Regions from separate parts of the Mus musculus genome. Here all the other regions are linked to region 3. The links are chromatin contacts, called in public HiChIP or PLAC-seq and promoter capture Hi-C maps. All regions are on one chromosome and are shown on one strand. Each heading gives the region's core, a stretch centred on a gene start, on an enhancer-like site or on the middle of the called end of the contact. The rest is flanking DNA. Distances are from core to core; before and after follow the strand shown. Region 1 holds the start of Npy5r (neuropeptide Y receptor Y5). Region 2 has its middle 26 kb from the start of Gm33103. Region 3 holds the start of Psd3 (pleckstrin and Sec7 domain containing 3).

Evidence for each region. Promoter capture Hi-C pulls out the DNA fragments that hold promoters and counts their contacts. HiChIP or PLAC-seq counts read pairs in DNA pulled down with a chosen protein or histone mark.
Region 1: a contact with region 3 is called in a promoter capture Hi-C map of hippocampal neurons, with 2.3 times the contacts expected there. The contact joins the promoter of Npy5r here to the promoter of Psd3 in region 3.
Region 2: an H3K27ac HiChIP or PLAC-seq map of embryonic stem cells shows a contact between it and region 3, with 6 times the contacts expected there. The contact joins the enhancer-like site here to the promoter of Psd3 in region 3. A contact is called at or near these places in 1 of 39 promoter capture datasets (embryonic stem cells), 5 of 15 datasets of contacts at CTCF or cohesin (the NIH/3T3 cell line, embryonic stem cells, large pre-B cells and 1 more), 95 of 484 Hi-C or Micro-C datasets (3T3-L1-derived adipocytes, the AtT-20 cell line, B cells and 56 more), 13 of 115 datasets of contacts at active chromatin or transcription factors (astrocytes, bone marrow-derived dendritic cells, differentiating embryonic stem cells and 6 more) and 1 of 9 other capture datasets (embryonic stem cells).

Annotation. Positions count from the first base shown.
Region 1 is chr8:66,685,995-66,690,066 of GRCm38.p6, reverse strand. Npy5r (neuropeptide Y receptor Y5) reads left to right here and starts at 1,973. Exons shown (of 2, transcript NM_001358958.1): 1 at 1,973-2,186.
Region 2 is chr8:69,026,205-69,030,514 of GRCm38.p6, reverse strand. No RefSeq gene overlaps it. Among named protein-coding and RNA genes, the nearest start is that of Gm33103, 26 kb to the right of the region's middle. Within about 2 kb of position 2,909, at least 43 of the 459 cell types and tissues checked have an H3K27ac peak or open chromatin away from gene starts, as enhancers often do. A contact at or near this core is called in Sertoli cells, differentiating embryonic stem cells, embryonic stem cells and 3 more, where this site is marked.
Region 3 is chr8:67,972,644-67,976,728 of GRCm38.p6, reverse strand. It overlaps Psd3 (pleckstrin and Sec7 domain containing 3), which reads left to right and starts at 2,155. Exons shown (of 16, transcript NM_177698.4): 1 at 2,155-2,596. The coding sequence starts at 2,566. Gm15991 (a long non-coding RNA gene) reads right to left here. Exons shown (of 7, transcript XR_003947558.1): 3 at 3,946-4,085.

The DNA of each region.
Region 1 (4,072 bases), core at 724-3,223, 1.3 Mb after region 3:
ACATGTGCATGCTTACTTGCACATATATGTGTAAACACCAGAGGTGGCCAATCTCCACCTTAGCGTTTGATACAGGATCTGTCATTGAACGAGGAGCCCGCTGTTTTAGCTTTTCCTTCTGACCAGCAAATCACCAGGGTCTTGTGTTCTTGTGGGTGAAGTGCCACACACAGCTTTAACATGGCTGCTGAAGTTGCAACCTCGGTTGTCACACTTGTGAGGCAAGCACTTTACCGCTGACCTTTCCTTTTGGGGCTTGTGTGTTTAGGGAGGAAATGAAAACAGGCAAGTTCAGAATCATCTCAGTGCCATATGAGCCATTCTTTTCAACATAGCGCTAAGAGCAAATGTGTGGAAAAGGAAAAAACTTGTATTTTTGACATGGGATAGACAAGAGTATGTAGCACAGCTATATTTTTGGGAAGACATCCACCACGGGTGTCTCTAAGAAGCTGTTTGAAAACTCACTGTGCATTTGGAAGGGTGTGTGTCAGACTGCAAGGGACAGGAGAATAAATACCCACCTGGCAACATATAGTGTGTGAACTGCACAATAGCTGACATTAAGAAAGCCTAAGATGGGCCAGGTGTGGTGGTGCACACCTTTAATCCCAGCACTTGGGAGGCAGAGGCAAGAGGATTTCTGAGTTTGAGGCCAGCCTGGTCTACAAAGTGAGTTCCAGGACAGCTAGGGCTATGCAGAGAAACCCTGTCTTGAAAAACCCAAACCAAACCAAACCAAAAAAAGAAAGCCTAGGACCAATCCCTTGTTTGCTAAGCTTTTGTTTATTAAAAGCCAGTCTCCTCTCTTCCCTCACTGCAGGATCCCAGGACCCTGCACAGGTACCTTCTGTGTTCAAATATTGGGACAAATATAGTGATTCTGAAATGAAGCCCAGTAGAATCAGATGATATTTTCTTGAAGCCCTTTTGAAGTTCTTGGATTCCTTGGGCTGAGGGAACGGCATACACTACAGTTTCCTTGAGTACTGACTGCTAAATTAGCAGAAACAGGCAAATATCTTCTGACCTTTGAGACACAGCAAGTGCTGCCCCAGGGGCATGGGATAAAAGTCAAGGGACCAAAGTCCTCTTCAGTCGACACAGTGCCTTGGGGTTACAGTTCAGGCAATGCTAAGCACTGTAATCGTGATGGTGTAGGAAATACACTGTTGTTATGGCAGGCCAACCGAGGATTGGCCAAATACTGTGACAATCTTGCACAAAAGGATACAGATCTGTCAATCTTAAAAATGAAAATCAAGCTTTGGTGCAACAGGACAGGGTTTTATTTGTTTCTATTTGTTCATTTCCTTAGGTTGTCTTTATGTTTTTGAAAGATGACAAAACACCGCTGCCCCCTGCCCCCTCCCATACACACTCACGCGTTTTGATACGGAAAGCTTCCAAGAAGGGCTGACTCCATTTCACCCCCACTTCCCAGCTCCCTCTGCTCCATGTCCCTCGCTCACACCCACACACTACTACCCCTTAGAGTAGGAGTTGATCCTATTGTCTATTTTGCACGCTTCATCACAGCCTGTTCCCTGCAGGTTTAGGTCAATTTCTCACCCAGACTTCTTTATGTTAGAAAGGCAAGAAGATGTTCTGTTTGGGATTTTGTGATATTTTCCCCCCTCTCATAAAGAAAACATGGACCTTGAAGGTTTTTCTCACAAAAGCTATCGGAAAAAAACGCCTACTCTCATAGAAGCCACTATGGGGTTGAGGATAGGAAAGACAACCATCCGTGGGACCCCTAAGTTAACTCCTGCAACTAGAGAACAGGGTAGTGGGGATGCATCCTGTAGCCCTAGAGCGGCTGCCCGGGGCCTCCAAACAGACACACGGGCACCGGGATGTACCTAAATTGGACTATGGAGGCCAGGAACAGGCGATCTTGAGCCGGGTGTCCGGGGTCTCAGGGACTGTCACGTGTTCCCGAGGCTCTTCTAAAACCCTGGCGGCTCCGGGGCCCCTCCTTCCCACCGCCGCCTCCAGGTCCTGCTCCTGCTGCCACCGCTTCCATCTCAAGCAGAAGCGACCGCACTCAGCCGCGTACCCCGGAGTCCAGGCACCCGCAGCGGCCAGGGCATCCCGAGGTACCCACTCCAGGCCTCGCCTGCCCCTACGAGAAGCCCACGTCCCTATCCTGGGTTCTGGAGCATCTTGTGGTTTCCAAGAGGGTGGGTTGCGGACCGGGAGGCAGCCTGATTGAGAAAGGGGATGGAGGTGGAGAAACCGCAGTTGTCAGGCGGCGGGAAGGGAGAGCGGGGGAAACGGTTGCAGTTGAATCCTTCCTAGTCTGGCAGGTCCCTCTGGTGCCAAACTCACAGAGGAGCAGGTTCTTGCCAGACCCTATCAGATTGTCCCGGGAGGGTCCCTAGTATGGGAAGGAGGGATGGACGAAGCTCAGTCCCCGCTTTGGCTTAGGGGAACGCGGGGTACAGCTCGGTGGGCGTCTGAGGTAAGGGAACCACAACCCACGGGGTGCCCACTCAGGTTGTCAGCCCTAGCTGAGCTCTGGCTATGTCCAGGATGCGGCGATTCAGCTGCCTTCATGTCCCACAGCTGGCCACACACAGGGAGACAGCTGTGCACTTGGGTTTGCAAGGTGGCTTGTAAGTCAACTGCTAGCAGGAAATAGCCATCCACACACCTGAGTTCCAAGGGGGTAAAAAGGAATTCTTATCTGTAAGTTTACAGACCTATAGTACAGCTATTCAAAGAACATACTGTTAGATGGAAGCCAAAAGAAGAAAAAGAAAAAGAAAATGAAGGTTTGATGTAAGCTTGTGCCCAAGACTGGGTGCATTTCAAATTCCAGATGTCTCAAGAAGAGGGAGGGAGAGAGAGAGAGAGAGAGAGAGAGAGAGAGAGAGAGAGAGAGAGAGAGAGAGAGAGAGAGAGAGAGAGAGGAGAGAGAGAGACCTGCTGTTAAGAATCTAGAATAAGGAGAAGGGTGGTGGGTACTGCATGCTCGGTAGCTGAAGAGTACTGTGCTTATTTGTCCAGGGCCATCTTTTGCAGAATTTTGCCTTGCAGAACAACACACACTACGTGGAGTCATGGAATTGTGCCATCGCTGCAAAGCCACAGCAAACAGGCAGAACTACATGTATCCGATTCTTCTGCATGGTTGGCATCTTTTGCGAGAATGATACATATTTTTATTAAGCAGGGAATTAACCTAAGAGTGAAACCTTATTTAAGTGCAAAGACCCGTCTCTCTCTAAGCTTGGCTCACTGTCCTTTCTCCCCTTAGTCAAAGAAAGAACTTAACTCAGCTCCGCTCTCAAAAGCTTTAAAGTTTATTCAGACTTCACTTGTCTTGGCGTTCCATACAGACCAATTTATAAGAAAATTACAGGAAATCCTCACAATGAACGCGCGCGCATGCGCACGAGCACACACACACACAGTACACACACACACACACAGTACACACACACACAGTACACACACACACACAGTACACACACACACACACACACAGTACACACACACACACACAGTACACACACACACACACACACACACACACACACACACACACACACACACACACACAGTGTTCCTTGGGAACATTCCAGCATGCCAGGTGGAACTTGTGACCGTGAGAAAGGTTGCCATGTAAGAAAGAGAAGAGGGTAGAAATGAAGAACTCATGTGGCTTGCAACATTCTGCAATAATCAATATTCCTTTATGTAATTGTCAAAGCACCCCCTCCTTCACACCTTCGAAAGTTATCTAGGGTGAATTAACAGTCTCTTATGGCATTGTTTTCATCGTCTATGAAGTATTTGTGCTGTATCAAACTCGTGGGAGTTGGTTATTGCAGTGATGGGAAGCAGATCACTGCGTAGACTGAGGGTTCTGTGACTCATTTGCTTGTTTCAAAAAGAGGAAAAAGTGAAGGGGCAAATGTAAGCAGGGCAATCTTTTGCTTTGTTGTTTATCTCCTTATTTTGATTTCCAGTGGCTCCTCTACTTCACATTTTCAACTGGAAACCAGATGATTTATATCTATCTTGTTGGGCAAAACTGCTTCCTAGTGGTTAAACCGTCCTG
Region 2 (4,310 bases), core at 1,660-4,159, 1.1 Mb before region 3:
TGTTAGTTGCCAGTAATTTAACAGTAAATGATAGATCCCCAAGAGGCACTCTCACATAGATAGCTGACTGTTGGCTAGGGCAGTCTTGTGTAGGCCTAGTGCCAGTAAATATAGCTGCTGTGAGTTCGTGGTTGCTACGCTCATGTTGTGCTTAGAAGATGGCATGTCACAGCTCTTCTCTCTGTTTCAGATCTTACATTCTTTCTGCCCCTCTTCCAAGATGATTCTAAGCCTTAAGGAAGTGATGTAGATGCATAGTTTAGGGCTGAGAACTCAACAGCCTATTATTCTTAGCATCTTGTGAACTCATGGGTCTCCATGTTCACCTCTACTTACTACAAAAAGAAGTTTCCTTTGATTAAGTCAATTTAACAATACAGTAGTAGTAGGTTCTCAGTTGGGGTCTGAGACCTTTTCAGTCATGGGCTTTTTGACTGGGTGGACAATACTAGGCATGAATAACACATGTGAATACGTATGGATAACATATATGAAATCTGTCTTGTGGAGCAGGCCTAGCATCCAACCAAAGAGCAGTTAGTTACTGTGGCATCATTCTACCAGTAGGCACATAGTAAACTTGACCAGTTTGGGGCTGGAAATCAGTCAGCATTTAAAGAGTGCTTGCTGCTCTCCCAAAGGATCCAAGTTCAGCTCCCAGTACCTACCCTGGGCAGCTCACCACTCCCTATAACTTAAATTCCAAGGGATCAAGCACCTGCTTCTGACCCCCGTGGACACCTCCATGCTACCTCTAGTATACAAAGATGCACACACATGTACATAAGCAAATTGTTTTTAAATCTCTCAAGTGTTTGAGCCACTATTTCTGGCTTATGGATCCTATCCTCTATGTTCACATTCTTATCTACTACTGTTATTATATTACAGAAAAGCTATTATATTGTAGAAATTGCCCAGTTTTTTTCTTGACAACAATTTTATATAATCTACTGTCTCTCTTTAATGGTAGATAGATACGGAATATCTTTGCTGGCCTCTTCTCTGCTCTTCAACTTCCAGATATAGTTTTATTATGACTTTCTAAAGTAATAATACTAATCTGCATGCTTATTGCTCACTGCTGAACTGGAGGCATGGAATCTGATTTCATTGTTTCTCCAGATTTTGTTTCTCAAGAATGCTTTCAGGAATCTCTTTGTTTTCTTTTCTTTTTTTTTTTTTTTTTTTTTTTTTTTTTTTTTTTTTTTTTTTTTTGGTTTTTCGAGACAGGGTTTCTCTGTATAGCCCTGGCTGTCCTGGAACTCACTCTGTAGACCAGACTAGCCTCGAACTCAGAAATCCGCCTGCCTCTGCCTCCCGAGTGCTGGGATTAAAGGCGTGCGCCACCACCGCCCGGCCTCTCTGTTTTCTTAAGGGGCTCTCTTTTCTCTCCACCAACTTTCCCTTTCATGAGCTCATCTGCTTTTACTCTGCATGCTCATATCTGTGCCAGCAGAAAAGTTGTCCTAGTTTCTGCATGAGGCTCTCTCCCTCTTCCTTAGGCTCCAAAACCCACAAGTGGTACAAGGACACTTAGAAGGGTGTGGTGGGCAGGGTTAGAGAGCTGAGATCATTGTCTTGTCTCCCGAGCTAAGATTTCCTCACCCACCCAGCTTCCCAGCTTCCCAAGTGTTTTTTGGGAAAATACTCTTTTCTCCTTTGCTTCTCTCCTCTTCAATTTTTTTTTAAATAATTGGAGTGTAACACATCCAACATGTGTAAGTTTTGAGTGAGTACTGATAAATTTGTTTTATATATATATATATATACTTTTCTGATAAAGAAAGCATACACTTGTAAGCCTTCAAAGACAACAGTCTCCTCACACTTCTTCCCGGTGACTCACCCACTCCTACAAACCTCTGCGTTCTGTCCCCATTAATTAATTGTGTTGACTTTCAAAGAAATATTGACTTTCATCCATTTCTCAACTAAGATTCCTTTTCAGTTAGAACTTCATGATATGTGGTACTCTTAAAGGGCCTCTCACTTCATCCTGCTGGATTTGGCATGATGGTACCATTGTGCAGATGAAAAACTGAGTCAGATGTAAAATGATCAGCTTGATTTCAGATAGTCACTTCTCGTACAACAAATAGCAGAGCCTTATTGAACTCAGACCAACTTGGCTCCCAAGTCTGAGCACCTTCTCTTTTAAGCCAGTTATCCTTGTTAATGCTGTCTGCTTTTGAGTAATGTTTGGTAGACATTGGTAGATTGTTTCTGGCACATTCCTTTAGGAGATAACCAAGATATATACAATGGACAGAAGCCTAGAGTCCAGACTTAATCTGGATGGTGTCTGCCATGGAAAAGCCTTTATGTGTCTTAGTAACAAACTTACTCTGGCTGTCCCGTGTTGCTGCAAGGAGCAGAGGAGGGAGTGTATGACTGGGCAAAACCAGAACAAAGGATTAGTCTCCTCTAAAGGATCTGATGGTCAAGTCTTTCATAATTCTCCAGCTGTAGAGAAGAAAGGAGACTCGGATAGGGAGAAGCTTGGAATCCTCGGGAGGGGAGGGTGTTGTCAGCAAGCAGTGGGAGAGGTAGGGAAAGGAATGTGCGAGAGGAACAAAGGTTGGCGGGGTGGGTAGATAAAGGCTCTTGAGCAATCTCCAGGAGTTGTCCTCAGAAGAATAGATGAAAAGGCAAGGGGGTGGGGAGGCTGGAGGTGCAGCTCAGCGCTGGAGTTCATCCATGTGCTAGAGAGGAAAAACTGGAAAAGCTGTCTGGGCAGGAGGTGTGGAGATGGCTAGTCTCTGTCCCCAGTAGTTAATCTTCCCTGGTTATTTGATGGGATGCTTAGGGAGAGGTTTTTAAGACAATTGCACTTCTCCCTTTGGTCAGATAAGTGAGTTCCAGAGTGAGCCTGTTCCTGTGCTCAGGAGAGAAAGCAGACAAGGTCAGAGGAACCTGCATTCTGAGCAACTTCTCAGGCCTGATAGTGGATCAAAGCACCATCCCAGGGTATCTTTGCCTGAGCCTCAACAACATGGAAATTTACAGGTGTGATTATATGTCTTCAGATTCTGGGGTTGGGTTGGGGGCGGGGGAGAGAAGGAGACAGATTGTATCTAAGAAATGGAATCTTTAAGGGAAGGGAACCTGTCCCAGCCAATGTGCGAGTGTGAAGTGTGGCCAGAGAAGGGTCAGAAGGATTCTGAAGGTGGAAGGGGCTGTGAGAACATGGGGGTCTCAGATAGCTGGGAAAAGCGCAGACACAGATTCTTCAGAACTCTGATCCTGCAGAAGAGTGCCTCCTGCCATCTCGTGGATTTTAGCCCAGCGACATTTATTTTGGATTTCTATTCTACAGAACAGTAAGAGTTTTGAAAAAGATGTATTGTTTTAAGCCACTGAGTTTGTAGGATTTGTTCTAGTAGCAATAGAAAAATAAATACAGACATATACACACATGCATGTATGTAAAGAGGATGAAAGCTTAAGAAAAATCAGAGAATTATATACTTTTATTTTTTGTTTTTAATTAATTAATTAATTAATTAATTAATTAATTAATTTTGGCATTTCCTTTTTATTTAAAATAGATTATCTTCTCACATAATGTGTCCTGATAAAAGTTTTCTCTCCTCCTCCTCCTCCTCTTCTTCTTCCTCCTCCTCTCCTCCTCTTCTTCCTCTTCTTCCTCCTCCTCAGCCCTTCCCACTTCCTTTCCCAGCTGGATCTATTCCATTTCTGTTGTTTATTAGAAAACAAAGGGACCTTTAAGGGATAGTAAAAAAATATAATAAGATAAAACCAAAGCTAACATTGGAATAGGACAAAACACAAAACAGAAGAAAAGAGCTCTTCACACACACAAAAAAAATTAAAAGCATAAGAAATAGATCCACTTGTTATTTGCATACTCAGAATCTCATAAAACCAGTAAACTGGCCAGATGTGGTGGCACACACTTTTAATCCCAGCACACAGGAGGCAGAGTAAAGCAGATCTCTGAGTTTGAAGCCAGCTAATCTATATGAGCTGCAGGACAGCCAGGGCTACACAGAAACACTGCCTCAAAAACCAAAAACAATAAGAAAAAAAAAACAAAAACAATAAACTGGAAACCTAGTATATATGCGAAGGACCTGGGTTGGGGAGACAAAATAAAATAAAAATAAAAAACAAGATAAAATTAAAAAAAAAAAAAGAAGAAGAAGAAGAGGAAAAGCCCTAATCAGGACATTACGAGACAAGAAGCCTCCAAAGATGCTTCTGAGTTGTTTTGTGTCGGCCGTCTACTGCTGGCCATGGGGCCTACCCTTAAGAGAGGTTTGTTTCCCCAGTGAGACTCCCTCCGA
Region 3 (4,085 bases), core at 906-3,405:
AAAGATGGATCCTGGGAGATTTCTAACAGAAGGAAGGTACTGGGACGTAACCAGTGACTGAAACTGAGGCGAAAGAACTCAAGAGGTTTTTCTCTTTATTACAGAAGTTACTAGGGTTGTGAGAGTCTTCGTGGGGTATAGGGTTCTTATTTTGTCTCCCCAGCTGTTTGGAATGCTTACCATTCAGGCTGTTTCATTCCTGACTCCTCTTCTGCAGCCCATGCTTAAGAAAGCAGAGAGCCAAGGGTGTCTGTCCTATGCTTTCCATCGTAAGGACTCTCGGAAGGCTGCCATCAATATTAGATTGCATCTTTTGGAAACCCGTGATTTGTGGATTGGTTAACATGTGGATGAAGCCAACAGAAATTGTCCTCTCTTCCTTTCTACTCATCCCTCTGCCCAATCCTAGCAGCTTTGCTTAGAGTTTTGGAAAAAGAAGAACCGGGCAGCTTAGTTTAAAATAAGCTGGTGGCATATGCCTATAAACTCAGCATTCAGAAGACTGAGGCAGGAAGATCAGCAGTTATGGCCATCCTGGGGTATTTGAGACCCTGTCTCTACACCAAGCAATGGTAGTTGTTGATAATAAGAGTTACAATAATTACTTTTGAGCTTTTATCATTATTTACTATCTGAGTGGTTTATTTGTATTTGTAGTTTATTTAATCCTTAGTGTAACCCTATTATTATTTGTGTGGTTTTGAATGAAGAAGCTGACTAGAAACGTTAAATAACCTTAAAGTGACACAATTGGAAGGTAACGGAGTCTAGATTACAAGTCCGGATCCTGTGCCTTCACCACAGCGTTTACTAATCAAGAAGCTAAACATCCACAGCTTGGAGGTTAATAAACTAAAGCTGGGAGATTTTAAGCCTTTCCCCAAGTAAGACAAGCTGCCAGCTGTCAAGCTGGACTTCTCAGCTTCATTTCTGTCACCAAGTCTGCTGTCCCTAGATACACCATCTGATCTTTGTCCCCTGCGTATGAATTGGTCTTCTTGAGAGATGGGCCTACTTGGTTTGTTGTAGTTTCAAACCCTGAACATTTCTTTCAGAATTCTTTCTTGGCATGCAGACTTGTGGGAAGTGTAGCTTGGTGGTACAGAGGCTGAGCTTTCGAGCCGTAGTGTCTGAGTTTGAGTCCCTTCCAGTGGTGCCTCTTTTACTCATCTGATCTGACAAGACTCACACCTCTTTTGTATTTTAGTAGTCTCATCAATAAAATGGGTTCATAATAGTAGCTATTGTAGAGACTTCTGGGGGATAGAAGGATTCACAAAATGAAACTTCTTAGTGCAGTGTCTAGCATATTACTACACATTTTCTAACCTAATTATATTATTTATAAAAGTGGCCATTCATTTTTTATAAATTAAAATAAAATTTATAAATTAATATTTTTTATAAATTAAAGTGAGCACATTTTCTGGCTCTTGGTTGCTGGTTACTGAGTGTATGAAATAGGAAAGTTTTTTGAAGTGTCTGTGTTTCTCATGCTGATTGCAATATTAATGATACTGAAGATGAGTTACTTACTTTTTATTTTTTCCAGTGTTGGGGAATCAAACTCAGGGTTAGGTAGGCGCTGTAGCACAAATGGACACTCTCCACCCAAGATTTATTTTTAATATTTATATCAAGTCCAAGAGTCAGTGTTATGTTACTAACTATGTATTAATTTTATATTATTATTTACAAAAGGAGTGCTTTTACTGAGATTGCTTGAAAAGTATTGCATGCATCCAAAGTACTGTAGGTGATGTGAAAGTTTATCCCATTGCTTTTAAAACTGGATCACAACATCTTTGAATCTTTTCATGGGACGTTTCCAATTACTATCAATTACTGTGAAATATTAATTTGTCACAGGAACAGTAATGTAATCATTAGTAAAATGACTGTGTGGCAGCAGCACTTACAAGTGAGATAAAGACTGTCAGCTCTGGATTGACATGGAAGCAGCTTTTGGGCAGTGTTTTTGCATTTGCCTCTTCCGTCGGAACAGCGTGAGAATTAAATGCTTTTAAAGGGAACCGGCCCATCTCGGTTCATGTGTGTCATTCCAGCATCAGAGAAAATGCTGCATAATACTAGGATGACAGCCCCACCTCTGATGTCACCCAGGATGGTACGATCCTCTCAGAGCCTCTGCCGGCTTCCTGCTGCTGCACTGGGGGAATGGTTACATTAAAGCTAACTCCCGACATCTCAGTTATCTCCTTGGAAGTAGTTTTGACAATTATAGAAAAGCCCCACAGTGGCTGTCTTCGGTAAGCTACCAAGGTAGAGAGCGACCGAGGCTGAGCACAGCAGGAGAGCGGGCTGCTCTGCCTTTGTGAGGGGCTGAGGCGGCAGTTCCTGGGCTCGGCTCAGCTCTGGTTCCAAGTGCTCAAAGTGCTTCCATTTACATCACCGTGTGCAGTGCAGGGCAAGAGGGGCCTCCAGGAAATTTGAAACTAATTTGCTTCCAGTTGACTAGAACAGCACATTTTGCATTAGCTTGCTTCTTTTCTCGTTAACTTTTCTCAAGCGTTAAACTGATGAACTGGGCATTTTCTATGATCAATGGGTAACTGCTGGAGCTACAGTAATCTCTGTGAGTAACCTCTATTTGTAGGTCTATGCAGGCAAATATATATTATCTATCTCTTGTGCAATGCTGCTGTGACATTTTCCGTCTGTATTATTGACTGCTTGTGTTGTCTTTCGGCCATCCCAGTAGGAGACTTCTGGGGGCTAGCCCAAGTTCTGCTGAATCCTGCCATAGAAAAGAGCAGACTGCATTCATTCTGGGGCATCCCTGCCAAGCACTCTTTAATTGCCCAGAAAACGGAAAGATGCAACGGGGGCCTCTGAACGCCTTTGCCCAGTACCTCACTTGGCTTTAGCTTTTAATATTTGTTTTAGTGTCTGATGCTGAATGTTCTAATTTTTAAAAAAAAATGTAAGTGGAGAGTAGAGTATCATGCTTACCTATAATTTTACTTCCTTTCATTCCCCGTCCCCAAGCAGGTTTCCCAGGAACAGGGCATTCTATCATCCTATAGAAACAAGCACCCTTTCTGTGCTGCATGATTTAGGCAGAAAGAAGGAAACAGGCTATTCCTTAGTTTAGTGTTGGATGGGATGGGGAGGAGTTTCTCTTAAAGAACCCAAGCTGCTTTTGTCCGAAGCACAGCCAGGAACTGAAGTAGCCTGGAGGGGGTGGGGGTGACTTCAGGATATTCTCATTGGAGTTGACGCTGAAGTCATCACAGCCTTTCCAGGAAGTTTATAGCAACTGTCTTCTTATTTCTCAGTGTGTCTTTCCTATCTGTCAAAAACATTTTATAGTATTTTAAGATTTATTTCTCTCTCTAGAGAAACCAAGTTTCAACGTTCTGTTGACCGGTCAATGTTGATGTGCTTGGAATTGTTCGTGTCAGTCTGCAGGACGAAACCTGACTTTAGACTCTGATGGGAGTGCCAGTGTGGATCAGCTGAGGCTTAGCCCCAGCTCAGTGAGGCTGCTTCTCTAACCTCACCCTGCCTTGCCCACAGCTGTCGTTGGCTATCACGGCCAATCACTCTAGCTGCTTGGCAATTGGCACTCACAGTTTTAAAAGAACTATACAGTGTTTTGAACATCACTTTAAATTTCTTCACTGTTAAATGATTTAACAAAAATGTGCAAGAAAAATTTATTCTAATATTACCACATGTGTGTTAACCTTAGCAAAAGATGGCTGCTCAAATGATATTGTGGAGCTGCAAAGGGTTCAGTGTGAACCATTATTCTCTTTAAAAAAACCTTAATATAAACTAGAGTCAGTGTAGAGGAAACTTAAAAGTGGATATTAGAGGTGTGGATGTGTAAACAGGAGGAAGTGTAGAAAGTGGACAGAATGGATAAAATAGAGGAGAGAGAAGAGGTAAGGCTAAAGGAAGACATCTGCAGGGACTTACAATTATGAGAAGTAGTTGCTCTCAGATGGGCTCCTGCTGCAAGCTTTCTTCTCTCTGTGCTGTTGCAGAGACTTTGCTCTACAATTAATGGCTTGCTTCTTATCCCATCCTCTGACCTGAACGCTGTTCGTGTGCTGCTC